Regions from separate parts of the Zea mays genome. Here region 2 is linked to region 1. Evidence: chromatin contacts called from public Hi-C data. All regions are on one chromosome and are shown on one strand. The core of a region is the stretch at or near the end of the contact, and the rest is flanking DNA. Distances in the headings are between cores, read along the strand shown.

What was found. A called contact is a pair of places that touch in the nucleus more often than the background predicts.
Region 2: a contact with region 1 is called in a Hi-C map of tassel, with 4 times the contacts expected there. The contact joins the promoter of LOC103640538 here to the promoter of LOC100275459 in region 1. A contact is called at or near these places in 3 of 25 Hi-C or Micro-C datasets (ear, leaf and tassel).

What each region holds. Positions count from the first base shown.
Region 1 is chr1:170,951,599-170,955,129 of Zm-B73-REFERENCE-NAM-5.0, reverse strand. LOC100275459 reads right to left here and starts at 1,748. Exons shown (of 4, transcript NM_001149526.1): 1 at 1,468-1,748; 2 at 731-1,097; 3 at 493-647. The coding sequence starts at 1,563.
Region 2 is chr1:171,247,335-171,250,865 of Zm-B73-REFERENCE-NAM-5.0, reverse strand. It overlaps LOC103640538 (TNF receptor-associated factor homolog 1a), which reads right to left and starts at 1,850. Exons shown (of 10, transcript XM_008663508.3): 1 at 1,580-1,850; 2 at 1-42.

The sequences.
Region 1 (3,531 bases), core at 499-2,998:
GACACGCACCATGCACAGGGGGTGGCCCATCACAGTCGCATAAATCCACAGAAACCGGAAAGATAGTATTATGCATTAAAAGCAAAATCAAACAAAAATCACTGAAGTCGTTGGATAGCTTATCTATATATTAGGCCCATGTTCGGTACAAAACATGCCAAAGGGAGAGGCAAACATATATCTATTATTATTATGCATAGCCTGGCCCAATATAAGAGGTACTATGTTCCGGCATGCATTGTTTGATGTCCATCCTGGAAATGATGTACCACTAATCACCACCAAGTTGTTGAACATTTTAAAGATTCATGCAAATCAATTTGTAGGGAAATCTGAATGTTCTATTTGCAGACTGAATTTCAGTATAGAAGTGTATCCTAAGCTAGTAGGCTACAAGGCAAAAACAAGTAATGTTCAAGTTCAATTGTAGATAGCAGGAACTAAACAATTCAATGAACCTTTTTTTTGCACAGGTATTCTACAGAAACTTACCGGGTATCTAGCATGGAGAGGCATCTCTATTACAAGGTTACAGTTGATTGAAATGATTCGCCTGAGATCAAAATGGATCTCAACAGATGACCCATTGGATAGAGCTGTGGGCAGTTCAAGGTTGGCGTCTCCAAAAACAGCAACATCAACGAAAACTGCAAGATTTTTTCAACCAAAAAGATTAGCATAATACAGATAACAATGCAGTTCTACAGTCTATCTCAGATTCAGATTTCACCTTTGCGCTCAACAAAATGCTGTAGCTCAAATGGGTCGGCAAACACTCCATCAGGAAGTTTTTCAAATATCACCAGATGGGCATCGTAGTGATCAAGGAAATTAACCATAGCACCTTCATGGGCACCAAAATCCACAGAATAGACTAAACGGCGGTGAGAACCTTTACCAACCAGTTGCCGGCGTAGTTTTGAAAGCATAGGAACTTCGACATCATCAGCAAGTCCTTTGCACAATTCACCAGAATCAGACATTTCCACTATGTCACGACGCTGAGCAAGCTGGCCCGTCAAGGTGTCCAGATGTGCACCACCAATGTACGTTCTAGAGCAGGGCATGCATTTGACGGGTGTGCGGCTTCCGCCTTCCTGCGCAATGCCATAATTAAAACTTACCCGCATAAACATCAACCATATCTGAACGGAAATATTATCAGAAGCAGGGTGCCTCCCAAAACGAGATACAGCTAATTACCCTGGCCACCCAACTCAAACAATTACACATACATTTAAGTCGAACTTGGGATAGATCGACACTTACAGCTTACAGGTACGGTAAAATTCAGCATGAGCTAAAAACGAACGCTTTCCGTAGCCCTTTCCAGACACTATACATGAACGCGCATCACGGCCCCGGCTCTAGCAAATCCGAATCAACGAAAGATCATAATTTCCGCACAAAAACTGCGCACGAGTAAAATTGGCGTGAACCAGGAGCGCCCATCCACCCCTTACGTACCTGCTCACCCGACGATGAGGCGGCGACCACCGCGCCGGAGATCCAAGCGGCGGCGAGCGCCAAGGCGAGCAAGCACCGCCCGCCCCCCGCAGCCATCTGTCACAGTGGCGGAGCCAACAAGAAAACGAAGCCTGGGATAGCGGGCGGCTGCCGGCTCGCTGGGTGGCGGCGGGCGCGTCTGGCGGCGAGGAGGTGAAGGCGAGCCGTCGCGTCGCGTGGAGGTGGAAGCGGGCGACGGGACGTGCGGAGCTGGAGGCGAGGGCGAGGTGCCAAGGTGTGTGGAGGCGGAGCTCAGGATGCGGACCCGTCGGGTTATTTGGGCTGGGCCGCCGAAGCCCGGCCAGGCCGGGCCTCAGCTCTGCCTCTGCTCTGTCAGGAGGGGGAGGCGGCGGAAGGATCTTGTGGTAGATAGAAGAGAGAAGTAGGTTGTCAGGTTGTGTGCAGCAGGGACGCCGGACGCACCTCGCCGGCGTCCGGGAGGCGGAGGCGTGGAGCGTCCACGCTCGGGGACGCGGATCTCGTCATGGCAGACGGCGGAGGGCCAGCCTAGTCGACGGCGATGCCGGGGCCTAACCTGAGCCGAGCTTATCCGTCTTCATCAATTGGGCCTTCCGGCTGAGCCAACTTTACCACGCTTGGGCCTTCCGGCGTTGCACGTGATTTGATTGATATAAGGCTGATTCCAACACCACTACGGCCACATAACCGATCTCAGTCCTTAACTATCACAACACTCCATAATATAGTCTTTATTACCAATCTATTATCACCTCAAATCATTACATTACTTATAGACTTTTAGTTAATATGAAACACAAATACATCTGATTAAATAATTAAATGAGTAATTTTATTCGTTTAATTATGTAATCAGATGTATTTGTATTTTAATAAAATTACATAATTGCTAACAATAATTAAAAATTGCATAACTCAAATATAATAATAAAACATACTTTTAAATAAAATTGCATAGCTTAAATATAAAAAATTAAAATAGTTTATAAATAAAACCTAATATATATATATATATATTATTTTAGGATTTTTAAAAAAATAGACTTGAATAGTTAAAAAACAACTAGCTGATATGGCACACGCGTGACCAATCAACACACTACGTCACTAAAATCAGTCATTATCGGACTGGCTGGTCAGTAGAGCCACTGACAGGTGTTGGAACCAACGTGGTCAATACCAACCAAAGATCAACAATCGATATCGTCTCACATTGTATCCAGTCTAAAGCTACACGCACTCCCTACTCTAAATGATTTCCTCATCAATACCTCATTTCTCTCAAAACCGTTCTCTATATCTCAGCATTTATACGTCAAAGTCTATATTATGATATTCTCTCTCTCTCTCTATATATATATATATATAGTCCGTGCTAATGCTACGATCCCACGTAGGGGAAGAGAGGTGGACGGCGGAGGCGCGAGTGAGGGGGAAAGGACGTCGGTGACACGGGGGAGGGGTGGCGGGGTCGTAGGAGAGGGAGAGTGAAAGGGAATTAGGCTTTCACCTAGTCCCTAATTAGTTTTGGTGGTTGAATTGCCCAACACAAATAATTGGACTAACTAGTTTGCTCTAGTGTACAAGTTATACAGGTGCTAAAGGTTCACACTTAGCCAATAAAAAAACAAAATATTGGGTTCAACCAAAGAGCAAAGGGACAACCGAAGGCACCTCTGGTCTGGCGCACCGGACTGTCCGGTGTGCCACCGGACATGTCCGGTGCACCAGAGGACTCCGACTTCAAACTCGTCACCTTCGGGAAATTCCAGAGGCGACTCCGCTATAATTCACCGGACTGTCCGGTGTACACCGGACATGTCCGGTGCTCCAAGGAAGAGCGGCCTCCGGAACTCGCCTGCCTCGGAATTTCACTTCGCTGCTCCGCTATAATTCACCGGACTGTTCGGTGTAACAGCGGGGCAACGGCTATTTCGGCGCCAACGGCTACCTGCGGCGCATTAAATGCGCGCGCTGCGCGCGCAGAGGTCAGGCACGCCCATGCTGGCGCACCGGACAATCTACAGTGCATGTCCGGTGCGCCAC
Region 2 (3,531 bases), core at 601-3,100, 300 kb before region 1:
TCACCTGTGGTACTCAGCTATGTAGCACTCCAACTTTCCTTCCTGCAGTGTCACGAAACTGGAATAATAAGCCTATGTTTCAGTAGACGGCAGAGTAACAAAAAAGAGACATCCAAAAGTGAGGCTACTTTGGTCTTGTGGACAGTGCACATAATCGCTAGCTGGCACTCTGTTAGAATTCATGCTGCACGAATCTTAGTCCCTAGTGGCTGCAAAACATGGATGGTACCAGGTAGGCATTTGCAGAGAACAGAAGAAACATACACATTCCAGTGCGCAACTAGCTAACATCCAGAACAGAGAACTATGTTCACATGGTATATCAGGAATCCTTCTATATCAATACAAATTCGGCAGATATCCTGCCGACTGTTTCCCGGGTTGGGGGGACATGGTATATATCAGGAATAATGTCTGAATCTTAGTAACACCATCCCTTCCGTAAAACCTCTGATTCCCAGTTAAAGTAACAAGCTAATCCCAAAGCAGAAGTCCAGCGTCGGAAGAACTGTACGCCTCCGCAGGACCAAAACCAAACCGCTGGATTATTTTCTTACGCAAAGGAAATAAAACGCAGATTCCAAGTTCCAACCGAAACAATCAGTGGCGGAGCCAGCCCGCAATTGAAGCCTCCTGGGCACCGTTATAAACTTCTAAAGTTCACTTGAAGTCTCAAATCAACTACATGCTAATAATTTCAATCATAAATTCATTAATACTTCAACTATCATTCAATCAGGAATTCAATATATTCAGTTCTTGTGATTAGACATTTGTTTGTGGAAAAATCTCAAAATTTCATAGATTCTGTGAGATATAACATCGGCATACCAGTTCTGTCACATTATTATAATATAGGTTCGTGCATACCTTGTTTCTTTTTTTTTTGTTACCTGACCTTATTAAAAAAAAGAACGTAGGGACTAATCCATGGTAATGGTACTTAACCAGATTAATAGATTTTTCACAAATTACAACCTACAAGAGTTACAGAGTTTACATGGTAGCTACAAGCCTAGGAGGCTACGGAAGCTGTAGGTGAGAGAGCTGACTAACAGATACAAGCTGGCCGTAGAGACGGAGCCAAGGCCTGGCCTGAGCAGTGCCGGTGTGGGTGCCTGGGGCCTGGGCGGTGCCGCTCGGCCGCGGAGGCGTGGGCGTGGTTGGTGCCCGTGCCCGGGAAGCGCCGGCGGAGGGCGGTGGCCGGGCGCGCTGCGCGCTGCAAACGAAGGCGTGGAGCCGTGGAAGGTGGAAGGGCTGGGGCACCGGGCTCCCAGCACGGACGCACGATGGGCTCCTGGCGGCCGGCGCAGCGGCTCTCATCTCGCAAATGAGGCGCACGCCTAGTTTCTGTTCGAGGAATTGGGGTTCGCCGATGCTGCGCTCGCCTGAGACCCGACCTGCTCGGCCGCGCGGAGCCCGTCCACGGAACGAACGAACGAACAACCTCAGTCTAGAACCGGACTCGACTGATGAGTAATGACTAACCCGGTCCAACCCAATCCACTCGAATCCAGGCGCAAAACGGTAGTGTTGTCGTCGCTAGGGAGACGAAGAAGAACCGCGGCGCAATGCTCACCTGCCTCCTGGAATTCCCCCGATCCTGGACGGATACAGCAGCAACCGACCGGGGCTGCCTCCGCGTGCGTCGTCCCACTCCTCCACGCCCCACGGAGGTCCAGAGCTCCCTCCTCCCTCTCGCACGACGGCGGTGGAGGGGGCGGCGGCGTACGAGTGAGGTCTAGTTGAGGCGTACAAATCGGATCGTAGCCGCCTAAAAGCCTACCTCGTCCTCTCGTGGGAGCTGTTGAGGTTTATTTATAGGAGGGGTATAAGGGAGCAGCATGCCAACATCAGCCAACAGGCGTTGTCTCTATCTATTTGGCAGTACCCGCATTTGGTTTTTTTAATATATAATACTACCTGTTCTCAAATATTTTTCGACCACTAGTTAGTAACAAAGAAAAAACAGAAAGAGGAATATATGCATCGCGTTTAACGAAGAATAGCCGATAGCCACATCATCTTATAATATATAAATTTAAATCTCTGTACCCATCGTGCCTCCAGTAAAGAGGCAGTGAACAAACGATTTATTTGTATGTTTCTCGTGTCTCCAACAAAATCTAAATTGTTAGAAAATTAGTTATTATTGGTTTTAATTTAATCTAGAAAAAATAGCGTGATATATGTAATAATATCTATGTGCATGTGTGTATCACTACTCATATAAGTAATAAATAGAAATAAAATATGCACAAGAATTGAAAACAGAAAGTATCCTGCTGAGGACAAACCCGTGCAAGTGTACCTCTGCGAACGGTAATCTCGAAGGCATGCTCTCCCACTCTCTCTGTGCTCGCAGAAGGTGAGACGGAGATGTGTTGTTTACAGCGTCTGAGAGATGTGCGTCTGACCGAAAGAGCGTCGTCTTCCTCTATTCTTATACGCAGTCAGAGGAAGGGGAAAAGGGCAACAGATAGTGTTGGGGACTTGTTCTCAAATGCTTCGAATTAAGAACAAGGCAACACAGAAAATGTTAAATAATAATGTCCTTCGTTCGCTGAAGCATTATATCCCCATGGATTTAATGAACTTCGAACGAAGGCCACGGACAAGATACCACGAAGGTTATACCTTCGTGATTAAACATGCATTAACGTGAAATAAAATATAAAATACTAGAGATTATAGGAAATACAAACTACATTATTTATATATTTCATAATATAAATTTAAATGTCGAAACATAATATTTAGGTACATTTATACCTTTGTCTCTGACAGAAAGTGATTCTAGTGTAATGCGTTAGCGATTACAGGATAACGTGAACAGTGTCGGGGTACTGTTCACCTATTTATAGGCACAGGGTGCAACCTACATAAAATTACATTTAAGTCCTTTACAATTGACTACAATAATGACACAAAACATCATGGGTCTTTAAGTCAATCCATCTTTAAGTCGGTTCGGCCCTTCGTCTTGAGATCTATCATTGTGCCGAAGCTCTCTAAGTAATAGCTTCGGCGCTTGCTCCTGAGAGGGTCTGCCGAAGGTGTTCTCTTTCTTTTGGATCTTCGGCTACGAAGCATACCCCCAACAGTAGCCATTCGCGGTGCTAGATCGTTTTTCGTAACGAGCTTGATCCGTGAAAAAGTCTTCTAGGCTTCGGGATGCCGAAGATCCGAAAAACACCTTCCCTGAGCTCGTTGGCGAGAAACGATTAAAATAATCTGCACTCGAGGTGGCTCCATCTTGCAGCAGTTACGCGCGCCCTGTCGATTCACCCTCTCGGACCCTGTGGCCCACTGTTCAGCGAGTGCGGGTGACTGTTTGTTCGGTGCGGGAGACCTTGACGATTCACCTTCCCACCTGCGGCACTATATAAACAGACGGGTAGGTGTGAGGTTAACACAACATTCATTGCTATTGCATTGTTTTGCTGCCAAAATTTTAGTCATAGCCGAAGCTTAATCATCGTGCTCATACGAAACCCCGCTTTTGATTCTGCTTCATCACAAAAGGAAGAG